5 separate regions of the Mus musculus genome follow, and all the other regions are linked to region 2. The links are chromatin contacts, called in public HiChIP or PLAC-seq and promoter capture Hi-C maps. All regions are on one chromosome and are shown on one strand. Each heading gives the region's core, a stretch centred on a gene start, on an enhancer-like site or on the middle of the called end of the contact. The rest is flanking DNA. Distances are from core to core; before and after follow the strand shown.

Region 1 (2,700 bases), core at 167-2,666, 2.3 Mb before region 2:
CTTGCCTGGTCCAGTTCTGCCTCCAAGCTGCCAATACCCCTGCTTCAGGAAAGTTCTACTCTCTCATTGGCTAGCCCAGAAGGCAGTCCTAATTCATACCAACCCTCAGCTGGCAGCTGCAGGCACTGCAGTCGGGCCTGGGCACCGGAGCGAGTTGTTTGCTGAGGGGATTTATTTATGGTCTTGTTTGTTGAGCAAAAGGGATGGGGCGGGCAGGCAGGCTTAGCTTCCCCCAACCCCCGCCCCTGTCCTTTCAGGCTCTTCCTCCTGAACTCCCCCCAACAGAGCCAAGCCACGGTTCAGGAACAACTCCACCAGCGAGCTCCGCCTTTCTAGAAAACTATTTATCCTTCAAGGTCTGACCTCGGCCGTCTCCCGTCTCCACCTGTTCCCAGGCGCTCATCTTATCATGGTACAACTAACTTCCAAATGGCCCAAATGACCCTCACCCCAGCGCTGTCCGCTTGCATTACTCTGGGCTGGAACTGCAAGCTGTCCAGTACCGCAGAGTGCCACCAAAAAGCAGGTCCCCAGCTCAGCTCCTGCAAGACCATTTAAACTCAAGAAAAAAAAAAAGAAAGAAAGAAAGAAAGAAAAGAAAAGAGAAAAGAAAAGAAGTGCCTGCCGGGAGCGCCCGGCTTTTCCGCCCGGTTCGCAGACACAGGACCTGATGCTAAATCAGCAGAGGCAGGTCCCAGCGCCAGGAAACACTGTTCCAAATTCCAAGCTTGAATCTGCAGTTGTATTTCCCTTCCTTTCATCCTAGCCCCACTGTTTCCTCTCCTCCCCGGAGCGCCTCTCCTGAGACCATTCCTTTTAAAGTCACTGGACATTCGGTTGGTTGATCTTAGCTCCTCTGTGTCAGTGTGAACTTCCCCAAGCCCACCACCGGTAGGCAGACGCATTTATAATTCCAGGCCCGAACTAGCACCCCCTTGTCACTGGCCCTAACTAGAGACAATCCAGGTGTAAGAGAAAACCGACTGGCCTTCCCCCTTTCTCAGGTGGGGGAAAGGGTGTGACGCCCCTGCCTCGGGCACAATTAAGGCACCCTGTGCCTCCCTTTGCACCCACTTCCCCCTTGCCAACCCGAAGGCGGTATGCCAGCGGCCCCACCTCGGATCGGCTCTTGAGGCTGCTCCGCTTAGGTCGCAGCAGAACATCCTTGAAGTCGAGTTTAAGGTCCGCGTCTATGCGGGGCATGGTGCTAGCGGTGCGCGGTAGCTTCCTGCGGCGGAGGCGGTGCGAAGGCCGGCGTCAGCCGGGAGCTGCGGGGCGCGTGCGTACAGTGGCGCCCGGGTGGCTGTGCGCAGACTGGTGCTCCGCGAACCCGGTGCGCACGCCTTGTTCTTATGCCCGCGCACCCGGAGCCCCCAGCTCCGTTCCCCAACGCCAGGCGCCCCAAGGGAGCGCCCCGCCCCCGGCTTCCAGGTCCCGCCCACATCCCGGGTCTCTGAGCTGAGCCCCGCCCCGGGCCCAGTTCTCTCTGCCTAAGCGCCCCCTCCTTCTGCTTGAGTCTAGCAGTGAGCCTGGATTCTGCCATGCAGCACCCTAGAGAGCTCTGACCTGGGCTGAGCTGCGAAATGGGTGCGGATTAGACTTGCACAAAGTCTCCCATTCCCCGGGGTATACCCTGATCGTACTCATAGGGGTGACCAAAGGAGAAGGTTAGGAGACCAGAGAGTACGTTTTGTTTTGTTCCGTTTTGTTTAGGACCGGGTTTCACTATGTAGCTCTTGCTGTCTTGGAACTCACTATGTAGACCAGGCCTGCCTCAAACTCACAAGAGATCTGCCTGCCTCTGCCAAAGACATGAGCCACTAAGCCTGGCTGTAGAGTATGGCCTTCATATGTGTTCCAAAGTGAATTCCCAAACCCCCTCTAAGGAGGGAGAAGCAGAGAGCTCACTGACTTGGTCCAAAATGATAGTCAAATGCTTAGCTCCTGCTGAATGCTGGCAAGGTAGACAAAAAGATTGCTGGAGATCAGAGCTCACATGCAGGATTCTTTCGGAATACGTGAGAAAGGGCCACCTTCTTTGGCATATACCCATGATTACATATCACAGACCAAAGTCAACCTCCAGGCTCCTCTGGTAACACACATTTGTAAGAAATGTCAAGGCCCCTGTGATAGAGAGCCTTCTTGTTCTCACCTCCCCAACTCACCCTCCACTATGCTAGTTCCAAGGCTGTTCCAGCTGACCTGCTCTCCCACCTCCTCCTTGTAGAGGGTAGGAGTCTCTCATCATTTTTGCTATTCTTCTCCCCCCCCATTATTTTCTCTATCCTCCCCACAAAAAGCCTATCCACAACCAGTCTTCTTTTCCTCTCTGCTCTGGACTCCTCCAGGTGCCTCTGGCTGTTCTTTCTTTCTTATCTACAATAAAAAGTGTGGTGGTTTGAGCAGGAATGGCCCCTATGGGCTCCCATATTTGAATGCTTAGTAATCAACCTGTGAACAGTGAACCTTTTTGAAGAGATTAGAAGGATTAGGAGGTGTGGCCTTGTTGGAGGAAGTATGTCACTGGGGGGTGGGGGGTGGGCTTTGAGGCCCAGGGTCATTCCATCTGCTTGGCATGCTGTCTGGCATAATGGTAATGGACTAAGCCTCCAAAACTGTAATCGAGCTCCAAAGAAATACTTTCTTTTATAAGAGCTGCTTTGGTTGGTCCTTCACAGCCACAGAACGGTGACTAAG
Region 2 (2,700 bases), core at 143-2,642:
GGACAGGAACTCAAATAGGGTAGGAACCCAGAGGTAGGAGCTGGTGCGGAGGCCATGGAGGGATGCTGCTTACTGCCTTGCTCCCCATGACTTGCTCAGCCTGCTTTCTTACAGAACCCGGGGCCACCACAATAGGCTGGACCCTCCATCAATCACTAATTAAGAAAAAGCTGGGTCTCATGGAGGTGTCTTCTCATTTGAGGCTTCCTCCTTTCAGTCACTCTAGCTTGTGTCAGGTTGAGGTAAGATTAGCCAGCTCAGCATGTGACTTCACCACTAGCTGCACTCACTCACAGCCTTAAAAATCCCTAACTCTCCGGCCCAGGTACTGCTTTCTCTGCAGTAATTTCCCAACACTCATGGGGACAGCGCCTCACTGCGGCCGTGTTACCTCCTTGGCTTGTTACTGTGATAAAAATACTTGAAGAGACCTCGGGAGGAAGGGCTTACAATGTGAGTGAGCCAGATTGGCACTAACAATCCAAAAAACGAATCAGTAGTCCGTCCCAGACAGCTATATCTTCCTAATAGTTCCCTAATTCAGTCCTTGCTTCCAACTCAGTGCCACCTGGGGATGGACAAAGAACATGCTCTCCGTGACAAATCACACAGGATGCCCCAGTTCTGTCCAGCGGCTCGCAGCTTCCCCAAGCAAGCAGCCTTAACTGACTGCGCGCTTGGCATTCTAGGTCTGAGTAGCTGCCAAAAGGCAAATGGCAGCAACTGCCCCTTTGCACAGTAAACGATGAACAAATGGTTTTGCTTATCCCTCCTTGATCATTGGGGGACCAATAAGTTTTTGTTTTTAAGTTTTAAATATTTGTGTATAAAGGTTTTGTCTGCGTGCATGAGCACCATGCGCGTGCCCCGTACTGGCAGAAATCAGAAGGGGTAGTTTGGAATTCCTGCAACTGGAGTTATTGATGGTTGTGAATCACCACGTGAGTGCTGGGATTTGAACCCGGGTTCTGTACAAAAGCCGTAAGTGCTCTTAATTGTCGAGCTATCTCTCCTGCCCATCACTCAGTTTTTAATAGCTGAGGACTTAACTGATTTGCTTTCTCATGGTCACTTGGAACGTTTGGAAGAAGAAGTGCAGCCCAATCGATTAGCAAAGGCTCGTTTCCGATTTTCCACCGGGCGAGGTGGAAGAAACACCGCCTGAGGGATCCCGGTTTCCACGGGGCAGAAGAGTGCCCTAAGCAAGCACTCTGAACGAAGGGGAGACGATCACCAGGGTTTCGGGATCGAGGTGAGAGGGACAGACGTGGATACTCAAGGGCGCACAGACTCGGCCGCTACCACCTCTCAGGGCTTCAGCTTCACCCGGTTAACATCCACGTGTGGGTGGGACTCCCAGCAGATGTCCTCTGCGCACGCGCATCCGGGGCGACGTCACGTCCGGCGGCGGGAGTTAGAGGCGGAGAGGGCCGGGCCGGGTGTCTCATGGCATCGCTCCCCTCGCTCGCTCGGCCCTGACGCTTATGGTTCCGTCTGCCTGCCGGTAGCACAGCGTTGCCGGGCCGGTTCTCCGCCGCCTCCCGGATCTCTGAGTCTGAGCCGGGTGTGTTTGCTCTACTCGAGGTGAAGCGTGCATACCGGGAGAGCGGGGCCTGGGGCTTCACTGGGTTGTGGGCACCTTTCCCGCAGGTGGAGTCACCTGGGCAAGATTTGACAGCGCATCTTTCAGGGCGACTCCTGTGCCATCACAGTGCAGTCCCAGGAATGCTGTCGATAGACGACAGGGGCAGCGAATGCTTAAAAATACAAAAACCAAAAGAGCCCTCAAACTACAGATTGCATTTTAATCTTTGGGTTTTTTTTTTTTAACAGCTATGAAGAGGCCGTGGAACTCTTTAAAGGCAATTCTAAATTCTAAATAGCTTTTTTCAAAAATGAATTGCAATCTTCCCCATAACAGAAGCTGTTCAGATATCTAACTCCCAACAAGAAGTCCAAACTCCCCTGGTTATCTGGGGACGTCTCGGGGGCTTTTAGTAGCTGAGGACTTTATTCTTTGGAAGAATGTTTGCATCTTTAGTGCCTAGTCACTAAACCTAGTTTGATCTTTTCTTTTGGTTTACCATTAATATCACAAAGACTGTTCTGAAAGAATTATGTATTCTCTGAGATGATTTGAGTGCTCTTGCCAGATTTTTAGCCGTCTTCTGGTTATACTTTAATGCTTTTTCTCTGTTGGAGTTTTGTATTTTGATAATACAAAACTTGGTAGAATTGTGTTTATAGGAAGAAAAATAAGGGCAGGACTTAGGGCTTCCCTCCACCCCCTTCTAATTTCTCCAAATGCCTATTTTCGAGAGGACAGCTAAGCAAAACAAAACAAAAACCAAACCAAAACAAACAAACAAACAAAAAAGGAAATTAAGGTCACCTAGAATTTTACTAACTGAATAACTTGTTAATATTTTGGATGTCTCCTCTTATTTTAAAACATACCTATCTTGGACCAGAAGCCGTGGTCCACACCTTTTACCCCCCGCACCTAGGAGGCAGAGAGTTTGAGGCCAGCCTGGGCTACTTAGTGAGACCTTAGTTGTAAAACTGGAAGCAGAATTAGTACACACCACTGGTTAGCCCCATTTATATAACATATCCTGCCAGCTTTTCTAATTCATCTTATTTGTTCATTTGTATTTTGTTCATTCATGAGAACAAGGTATTTCATTGTGCCAGGGGTTC
Region 3 (2,700 bases), core at 10-2,509, 2.2 Mb after region 2:
TGGGAACTGAACCAGGACCCTCTGGAAGAACAGCCAGTGCTCTTAACCGCTAAGCCATGTCTCCAGTCCAGCCAGCGCTCTTAACCGCTGAGTCATGTCTCCAGTCCTATAGTAGTTTGTTAATCAGGACAGAAACTCAGTGAAAGGTGAAGTTATTTTTACATTAGAACTTTAAGAACTACAATCATTGTCAGCTTAAATGCACACCTTATTTTTTCATGCCTTAGGAATGCTTTAAGGTTTTTCTTAACCTTTTAAATTATCAGATAATAACTGTATATATTTATGGAGCACAATGGGATATTTGAATGCATACATAGATCAGATATGAAAAAGGCAACCCCTTTTGAGCTGGTTCAAAATACGCTGTAGTAGCTAGTTTAAAATACACAATTAATGCTGTCAACTATAGTTACCTTTCAAGGAAAAAAAAAGCAATCAGTCATTCCTCCCATCAAACTTCATTTCTGCAAGCATTAGCCCTCCTCTCTCCGTCACCTCCCTACGTTGGCCCCAACCACTTCTGGCAGCCATTCATCCACTCCCGACAGAGATGAACATTCCTCGTTACCTACTGTAGACATTTTATCTACTATAGCAAGTAAATATTATTTCAATTCTGAGAAGCCTCTACTCTGTAAAGAGCAGGATCTTTCCACACAAGCTCTGAGCTCACTCTCCTCCTGCCTCAACCTCTCGAGAGCTGGGATTAGCTGCATAAACCTGTCCGTTTTCCAACAAAGTCCGCCATCCAAGACCCATAGAGAACCAGCGATAAATAACAACCTCCACGGTCCTGCCCCGGAAGGACCAGCCCGCCTGTCCCCCGCAGCCCCGGGGCTCGCGCTGCCTCACCTCCTGATGGCCACTCTTCGCGGGCCCGCGCTGTACCGTGAACCCAAACAGGACCTGCTCGTAGCTGCCGGCGACCAGCTCCATTCCGCAGCACTCGTGCCGGGCAAGAGACGCCGGCGTGGAGACCCGATGGCTGCGGAGGCTGGCCCTTCCCTTCCTCAGCCGGCGCGCGAGTTATACGTCACCGCCCGGGGGCACCTTTTAGGCGCCTGCAAATGGCAATAACGGAGGACGCGCTCCGTCCTCCGTTACGTGGGACGTCACGTGACCCTTCTGCGACGAGCTTAAGGAAGGAAGCCGCGGGAGGAGGCTCTCAGAGCAGAGAGAAAGAAAAGTTGTGTCAAGCAGGCAAGTCCTGGGAAGCCGTGGGCTCCGCCGGCCTTGGGAAATGGGAGGGAACTTCTCCCCGGAAGCCCCAACTTCCGGCGCGCCTAAGGAAGGGGCGGGCCCACTTCCGGCTCCGGTGGCCAGCGGTTGTCTAGACAACCCTTGTAGTTCCTGGAGGGTTGCTGTGATTTGGGGATCCGGAATGCATTTCCTCCATTTATGATTTTCTTTTCTTGTTTTGTTTTGTTTTGTTTTGAAGACAGGCTTTCACTGTGTAGCCCTGACAGTCCTGGAACTCACTCTGTAGACCAGGCTGGCCTCGAACTCAGAGCTCCGCCTGCCTCTGCCTCCCGGGTGCTGGGATTAACTATGATTTTCTTATTTGCAGCCAGTCTCACTTCGTCGCCCAGCCTGGCGCCTCCTTGCACCCGTTTTCCTCCTGCAGCTTCCCCATGGCTCGGATCACAAGCAAAGGGTTTTGTTTTCGTGCCGAGAGAGAGCAGATTAGGGTCGGCCCGGGGACGGTCAGGGCTCGCGGGACCCGGAGTTGGCAGTGTCCCCTCGCTGGATTGCGAGCCCGGGCCTGCCAGTCCGTGTCCCGCCTGCAGGCAAGCCGTCCATCTCCTCAGCTTTTCTTGCCTACTGGCTTCTTGTATCTAATCAGACTGGCCATGTGCTGACCTATGGTACAGGAAAAAAGATTTGTCTTGAGGGAGGAGGACAGTGGCTACATCTCTACCCGAGTTAAGGGACAAAGTGCAGGGCTGGAGAGATAGCTAGGCGGTTGAGAGCACTGTCTGCTCTTCCAGAGGTCCTGAGTTCATTTCCCAGCAACCACATGGTGGCTCACAAACATCTGTGATGGGGTCTAGTGCCCTCTTCTGGTGTGTCTGAAGGAAGCAATGGTGGTGTACTCCTATGCATAAAGATAAATAAATAAATCTTTAAGGGGGGGAGGTGCAGAGGTTAATGAAAGCAATAATATCCTTTTTTCCTTTCTCTTTAGGCGGGGTCAGGGATGAGTGCATATGTCAAAGCGGGTGGGTTGGTGCTTATGTCAGATCTTCACACAGGCCTGTGAATTAATGGAGTTCTTAAGTGCTTAGACATTGTTTCCAAACACTTGTTCTCTAAGGCTGCAAATTGTCGACACAGCCTCTTTTGCTTGAGTATAGGGGGAAGTAATTAATTTGACTTTGGGTGTTTTGATGATTTTTCAATTGTGTAAAGGCTCTTCCAGTTTGGGCTATTCCACTTGCAACCCTTGTGTTACTTAATTTATCTCCAGGTATTGCTAAGTTGTCCTGAGCATGTTAATCATTTTCACCAGAGAACCACTAAAGTTGGAACATGTCTCCTTAGCTTGGAACAAAGTGAAAAGTCTCATCTTGTCCATACATGGTGTGTTACAGTTTACATTGGGTCATACTCATTTTAATGCAATAGTAATCATATCAAAAAAAATGGGGGTGGGGGATGAGTAAAACTGCTTCAGAACCCTGTGGTTTATTTACCCTA
Region 4 (2,700 bases), core at 51-2,550, 2.8 Mb before region 2:
TCGAGTTTCCAGACTCTCAGTTCTAAGCACCTGAAAGAGGTCAGATGCTGGCCTGACACCTACTGGTCTTCAAGAATTTTCTGCTGCAAAGAGAACGCGGCACTGAGCGACCCTCGTGGGGATGTGATGGCTCTTCTTTCGGGTGCCACACCTGTTGGCAAGGTGAACGCCTCCAGAGAAGAGTTCTTCCCTCGAGCTTACGCTTGGCTGAGGTGTAGCCGGAGGGGGCCGGGTGGGGAGTCCACGTCTGCGTTTAGCCACCGGGACAAGGTGGGTGGGGGAGCGTTCCTTCGCTTGGTTTCCCCGAGAACCACCATCGACTGACTGCTCAGTGCACAGGTTACCTCGCTTGCGATGAAATGAATGATCCACAGTTAGCCCTGAGGAGTGAGTGAGGTCGGTTACCAGGGCTAGCTAGAGCTGAGGCGTTCCATGCCCACAGCAGATTTCGAGACCAGCAGAATTTGAAAGGAGGACCGGGAGGTCGCCAGCTTGTCCAGGCAGGAAAGGTGAGGGTGCCAGTGCAAGCTGGGGAAGCCTGAGAACTTTCCCGAGTTGCAAGCCAAGGCAGCAGGCGCGGGCCTTGCCTCGGATGACGCAGGGCTGGCGGGTTGGAGGGTTAACAGTAAGGATACAATGAGTCCTCTTTAGATGCTCACCCGGGGGGCACCAAGGGCACTTCGTAATTAGAAATCAGCCGACTTCCCCGCCCCCTTGGGTATTTTACCAAGTAGGAGCCAAATCCTGACACCCGTCGCTGCGAGTCTCCCAGGTTGCCTGAGTTGCACCCTGCACTCACCCTGTCCCCCTCCAACTAGGTTGCAGGGAGCCGGGGAGGCGCGCGAGCACCGATCGGTCACCACTCCAATGACCTCATCGCCCCAACTTCCCCGCCCCTTTCTCAAACCTGGAAGGCACAGTCCCCTCCGGTCGGTGTCGGGGATCCGGAGCCACAGTTGCGGAGAGACAACCCGGCCTCCCCTGGAGCGAGCGCCGCTCCAGCCCGGGTGCATAGAAGGGTTAAGGGCGCGGGCCGGCAGCCGCGCCGTGCGCTCGCCGTGCTCTGTGCGGCTCGCCGGGCCGCCTGCCAGAGGGTGCCTCCCCCCCCCCTCCCCCCCCATGAAGTCGGATCCTTGAGCTGCGGCGGCGGCAGCCAACTGCTCCATATTTGGCTTCTATTACACATTTACATACTGGAGCGAGCGAGCGAGCGCGAGAGAGAGCGCGAGGGAGGGAGGGCGGGCGGAGGGAGGAGGGAGGGGAGGGGGGAGGAGGAGGAGGAGGAGGAGAGAGCAGAGTATACCGCAGACATCATTTCTACTACAGTGGAGGAGCCGTACAGGACCTGTTTCACTGCAGGGGGATCCAAAACAAGCCCTGTGGAGCCGCAGCTAGAGCTACAGCAGCCGCAGGACACTGTGTCTCTCCCTCTGTTACCCCTTCCCCACGCAACCCCAGATCCATTTACACTTTACAGTAAGTGGCTATTTTTTTTCCTCCTCTGATTCTTTCTCTCCCCCTCCCCCTTCCACCCCGATTTAGATTAAAATCACCCCCTCCCGCACCCCAATCTGCTCTCTCCGGAGAGGGGCCAAAGAACATCCAGCATACACCCCCCCTCCCCCAGTCTCAATGGGCTGCACGGAAAACAGCTGGAAGAGGAGCGAAGGAAACCGACGCGTCGTGGTGTGTGTGTGTGTGTGTGTGTGTGTGTGTGTGCAGGCGCGCGCGCGAGTGTATGTGTGACTGTGTGTACATACACTAGTGCCCGGCTCCAGCCTCCCGGCTCGGGACCCCCTCTGGGAGCAGGAGCGGCTAGCAAGGGCAGCAGATAGGGGCTGGGTGGGCGGCCGCCAGGAGAGGGGGCGCGCCCGGGCGGGGGGCGCGGGTGGGGAGAACGGCGGCGCCCCGTTTCGGCTGCTGCCGGTCCGGCGGCGGCGAGCGGATAGAGCCCGGTCCTCCTCCTTCCGTGTGGCGCAGGGGGAGGCGGCAGCCGCGGAGGGTCGCGCTGCCCTCTTCGCTCCTCTCCAGTCCCCCCTCCCGGGTGGGGGCGGTGAGCGCTGCGGGGGCTCGAGGGAGGGCTGGGCTTCCCCGCCCGGGGTCGCCTAGCTTGACAGAGGCAACCCCGAGCTTGGGGTCTCCCCGCCTAGGCCAGCCTCTCGGGGCTACGAGGGGACCAAGAGGGGACTTTGCGTGAGGCTAGGGGCGCGGAGAGGTGGCGCCTCAGGAGGCAAGGGCGCGCGGGCCATCGCAGCGCAGCGGGAGAAGACCGGCCCTAGCTGCAGCTGCCACCGCCGCCCTGTTGGTGCGGCCGCTTCCTGATCCAGAGCAGCAGCAGCAGACGCCGCCGCCACCGCCGGAGCTGGAGCCGGGAGCCCGCGAGCGCCCCAGCCCGGCCCGGCGACTCTGCCGGCGCCCGCAGCAGTAGCGGAGGAGCTGCGGGCGCTGCCCTGCGCCGGGACTGCTCTGCTGCGCGGCGGCAGAGAGGGTGAATGAAGACGGGAGGAGGGGAAGGAGGAGGTGGCGGCGGAGGAGGCGCTGCGGGGATTGGGATGTGCCCCGGAGCCCCGCGGCTCGTTCACTCGGGGCCCGAGTCGCCGCCACTGCCACTGCCAGGGCTGCCGCCGCCACCGCCGCCGCCTCCTACGTGGTTGCAGCCGAGCGCGCAGGCCGGTCCCGCAGGGGGCAGGGAAGGGGCCG
Region 5 (2,700 bases), core at 200-2,699, 2.2 Mb before region 2:
ACCTAAAAACAAAACCAAAGGTATGGGGTGTGAGCAGTGCAAACCTAAGGGCTCCATCCGAGGAGAGGACTGGCCCCTGCTTTCCCAAAGTTCTACCTTCTTGCAATGCCAGTTGGTAGACCGACCGGAAAAACAAGGTTTTAAGGAAACAGCAAAGCCAAAACGCAGCCCTCCAGTGGAGGCTTGGCCTTGCTTGACTATTTCTAGGGTCTGACCAATGGCACAGGGAAAGGGGTCCCCCCAAAACAGACTTCCCAAAAGGCTGAGGTAGAAGAACACACAGGGTGTTTTATTTCTTATTCCAATCGCTGGAATTCCCCCCGCCACCCCCCCCCTCCGCCCCGCAGCACCATCTGCACAGCTGATTTGGCAGCGTATTATCTGGACAGTTTTAACCATCTGGATTCCAAAAACACAAACGCATTGAGGAAGCATGCTACAAGTGTCAGCTAAGCTTTACAAGCGCCTTTCCAAACAGCTCAGGTCCACAGGTCTCGTAGACACAGTATTTCAAGGGGTCAAATGGGCCTGCCAATATCCATTAGGCACACCCCGTTAGGAGCCTTAGTCACCCTTAAGAAAACACACGTGTAAAGACCCCTCAAGAAGGAGGCTGCCTGCAGAACCGTCCCCCGCAAATTACTCAATATACTCTGGATCCCTAGCAAGCCTAGAGTGTCAGGTGAACAGTCCTTCTGAGAAGCGGCTTGAGATTCGGGCCCACCTGATCAGCTAGGGAGCCCCGGGGCCAGCGACCGCTTGCAACCATCTCATCCCGGGACGCGGGTGGCGCTGCCGGGCTTTGCAAGGACTCCACGGGAGGCATCACACACACACACACCTGCGGCAGGTGTGCCGGGCCACCTTCTTTAGAGAAAAGTGCCAGGCTAACGGACAGGGTGGAGGTTCCCAGCAGTGTTCTGGTCTCCGGGCCCCGGATCCCCCACCGTAAGCGTCCTCTATGCTCCCCCCGCCCCCCCCCCACCGCACTCTCCACTCGCGGGGAGGAGGAGGAGGCTGGAGCCTGGCGTCCCGGGAGCACTCCACGGGCCGCTGCTGCAACGTCGCCCGGCTCCCGGGGAGCATCCCCGAGCCCCGAGGCTTCCCGGGGACAAGAAGGGATCCCCTTTCCGATCGCCGCCCTCACCTGGTTGAGACAGTCCTCGCCGTTGGCTTTTGCCTCCACCTCTACCTCCATCAGCACCGCGTCCGGCCTCGTCACATAGCACAGCATGGCTGGGGCCGCCGCCACCGCCGCTTCTTCTCGGGTGTGCGCCGGAGCTGTCGCCTCACCGCAATTGCTCCAAGTCGACTCCGGGCTCCGTGAGGAAGGTGCAGCCGTGCGGCCACCCGCCCTGCACCCCACGCAGCCGCCACTCGCGTCCCCGCCACCCCCACGACAGCCAGTTCCCGGGAGCTACACGGCCGCGCCGCTCCGACAGCCCTACTGCCTGCGCCGCTACAGGCACGCGTCTTTTATAGAGGCCCCGCCCCTCCGGCACCGGACTCCGCCAATCACAGCGTGCTTGCCCCTCCTCCCCAGCTCCGGCAACCAATTCCCAGTCTCGGTGGGCTGAAGCCCCGCCTCCCGGCACCGCCTGTGGAGCTGCGGGAGGTGGGAGCCCATCCTCTCCCCAATCCCCAGCACGGTCGCGGCCTCTGCCACTGGGCGACGCTCCTCCCAGCCCGCTGTCGCCCGCAGCTCCAGGGGACGCCTTTCTGTCCGGGTTTGAGAGAACTGTGATCAAAGGCTCCTGTGATGCTACGTTGCTACTACGGTTCTCAGGACTCCTGCGTGGGGTTACTCTAATAACCAGGTGGTTTGTGAAAGCCAAAAGAGAAGCAAGCAAGACAGAGAGCCTAAAGAAGAGGCTTTTCCGCTGGCATTTGCCACCGTGGGTTGTCAAAAGAAGAATCTAAGTAGAAAAGTTTTTGCAGCTGACCCAATATAAGCCGGTAATTTGATCCAAGCACCATTCTTATATTAACTCGTGCCAAGGGTTTCTATGTGTGGGTTCTGCTACATTGAAACACCTTACCAAGTTATGTCACCCAGCCTATCTCTCATCCAATTCGTTCACTATACACCTGGTACACTCCCTGCCCTTTCTTTCAGACACCCAGATGTTACCCCATCTTAAAGATAACAGGCTCATCTCAGGACCTAGCAGGATGGGAATCTCAATACAAGAGATTAGTGGTTAAAGGTGTACAACCTTCATATTTTTACCACCTGTTTCTCTTGGCCTATACTGTCTTTTTTGGTTTCTAAGATAAGCCGGGAGATATGGGTTTCAGCCTTGGATCTTTGGAAAACTCCATCTCTCTGAAGCTCAGTGTCCTCGCAGAATGGAGACTAGCTATTTTTGGACACCCCCTCCTGCAAGCCGCCCCCCCTCGCCCCAGCACCGCTGGGAAGCAATCTAGCCATCCCTGCCTGCCAATGACCCTATCTCTGTGCCGTTTGTTTGCTGTGCGTTTAAGACGAAGTCTTGCTGTATAGCTCAACCTGGTGGTGCACCTCGTACTTGGGCTCAGTGATATTTATTTCTGACGATGGGGAAAACATCGGAGAAGGACTGGGATCTTAGCAGAGCCCTCGCGGAGAGAACTGTTCAGTCTTTTGGCTTTGTGTTTCAGGAACACATGGTACAGTTCTCGAACTGCTCCAAGTCCAGTGTAAGCTTGCATTCATCCACC

The links. Promoter capture Hi-C pulls out the DNA fragments that hold promoters and counts their contacts. HiChIP or PLAC-seq counts read pairs in DNA pulled down with a chosen protein or histone mark.
Region 1: a contact with region 2 is called in a promoter capture Hi-C map of liver, with 3 times the contacts expected there. The contact joins the promoter of Gmpr here to the promoter of Tbc1d7 in region 2. A contact is called at or near these places in 2 of 39 promoter capture datasets (liver and pre-B cells).
Region 3: a contact with region 2 is called in a promoter capture Hi-C map of pre-B cells, with 3 times the contacts expected there. The contact joins the promoter of Pak1ip1 here to the promoter of Tbc1d7 in region 2.
Region 4: a contact with region 2 is called in an H3K27ac HiChIP or PLAC-seq map of thymic regulatory T cells, with 9 times the contacts expected there. The contact joins the promoter of Atxn1 here to the promoter of Tbc1d7 in region 2. A contact is called at or near these places in 1 of 39 promoter capture datasets (pre-B cells), 1 of 115 datasets of contacts at active chromatin or transcription factors (thymic regulatory T cells) and 1 of 9 other capture datasets (liver).
Region 5: a contact with region 2 is called in a promoter capture Hi-C map of pre-B cells, with 6 times the contacts expected there. The contact joins the promoter of Mylip here to the promoter of Tbc1d7 in region 2. A contact is called at or near these places in 1 of 39 promoter capture datasets (pre-B cells) and 1 of 115 datasets of contacts at active chromatin or transcription factors (large pre-B cells).

What each region holds. Positions count from the first base shown.
Region 1 is chr13:45,506,160-45,508,859 of GRCm38.p6, reverse strand. Gmpr (guanosine monophosphate reductase) reads right to left here and starts at 1,416. Exons shown (of 9, transcript NM_025508.5): 1 at 1,117-1,416. The coding sequence starts at 1,203.
Region 2 is chr13:43,170,193-43,172,892 of GRCm38.p6, reverse strand. It overlaps Tbc1d7 (TBC1 domain family, member 7), which reads left to right and starts at 1,392. Exons shown (of 8, transcript NM_001252639.1): 1 at 1,392-1,584. It overlaps Gm40929 (a long non-coding RNA gene), which reads right to left and starts at 1,071. Exons shown (of 4, transcript XR_873309.3): 1 at 1,051-1,071.
Region 3 is chr13:40,999,569-41,002,268 of GRCm38.p6, reverse strand. It overlaps Pak1ip1 (PAK1 interacting protein 1), which reads right to left and starts at 1,259. Exons shown (of 10, transcript NM_026550.3): 1 at 856-1,259. The coding sequence starts at 939. A730081D07Rik (RIKEN cDNA A730081D07 gene) reads left to right here and starts at 1,123. Exons shown (of 5, transcript NR_155347.1): 1 at 1,123-1,203.
Region 4 is chr13:45,963,591-45,966,290 of GRCm38.p6, reverse strand. It overlaps Atxn1 (ataxin 1), which reads left to right and starts at 1,300. Exons shown (of 8, transcript NM_009124.6): 1 at 1,300-1,476. It overlaps 5033430I15Rik (RIKEN cDNA 5033430I15 gene), which reads right to left and starts at 1,067. Exons shown (of 2, transcript NR_167678.1): 1 at 908-1,067; 2 at 1-380.
Region 5 is chr13:45,388,491-45,391,190 of GRCm38.p6, reverse strand. It overlaps Mylip (myosin regulatory light chain interacting protein), which reads right to left and starts at 1,449. Exons shown (of 7, transcript NM_153789.3): 1 at 1,148-1,449; 2 at 1-2. The coding sequence starts at 1,234.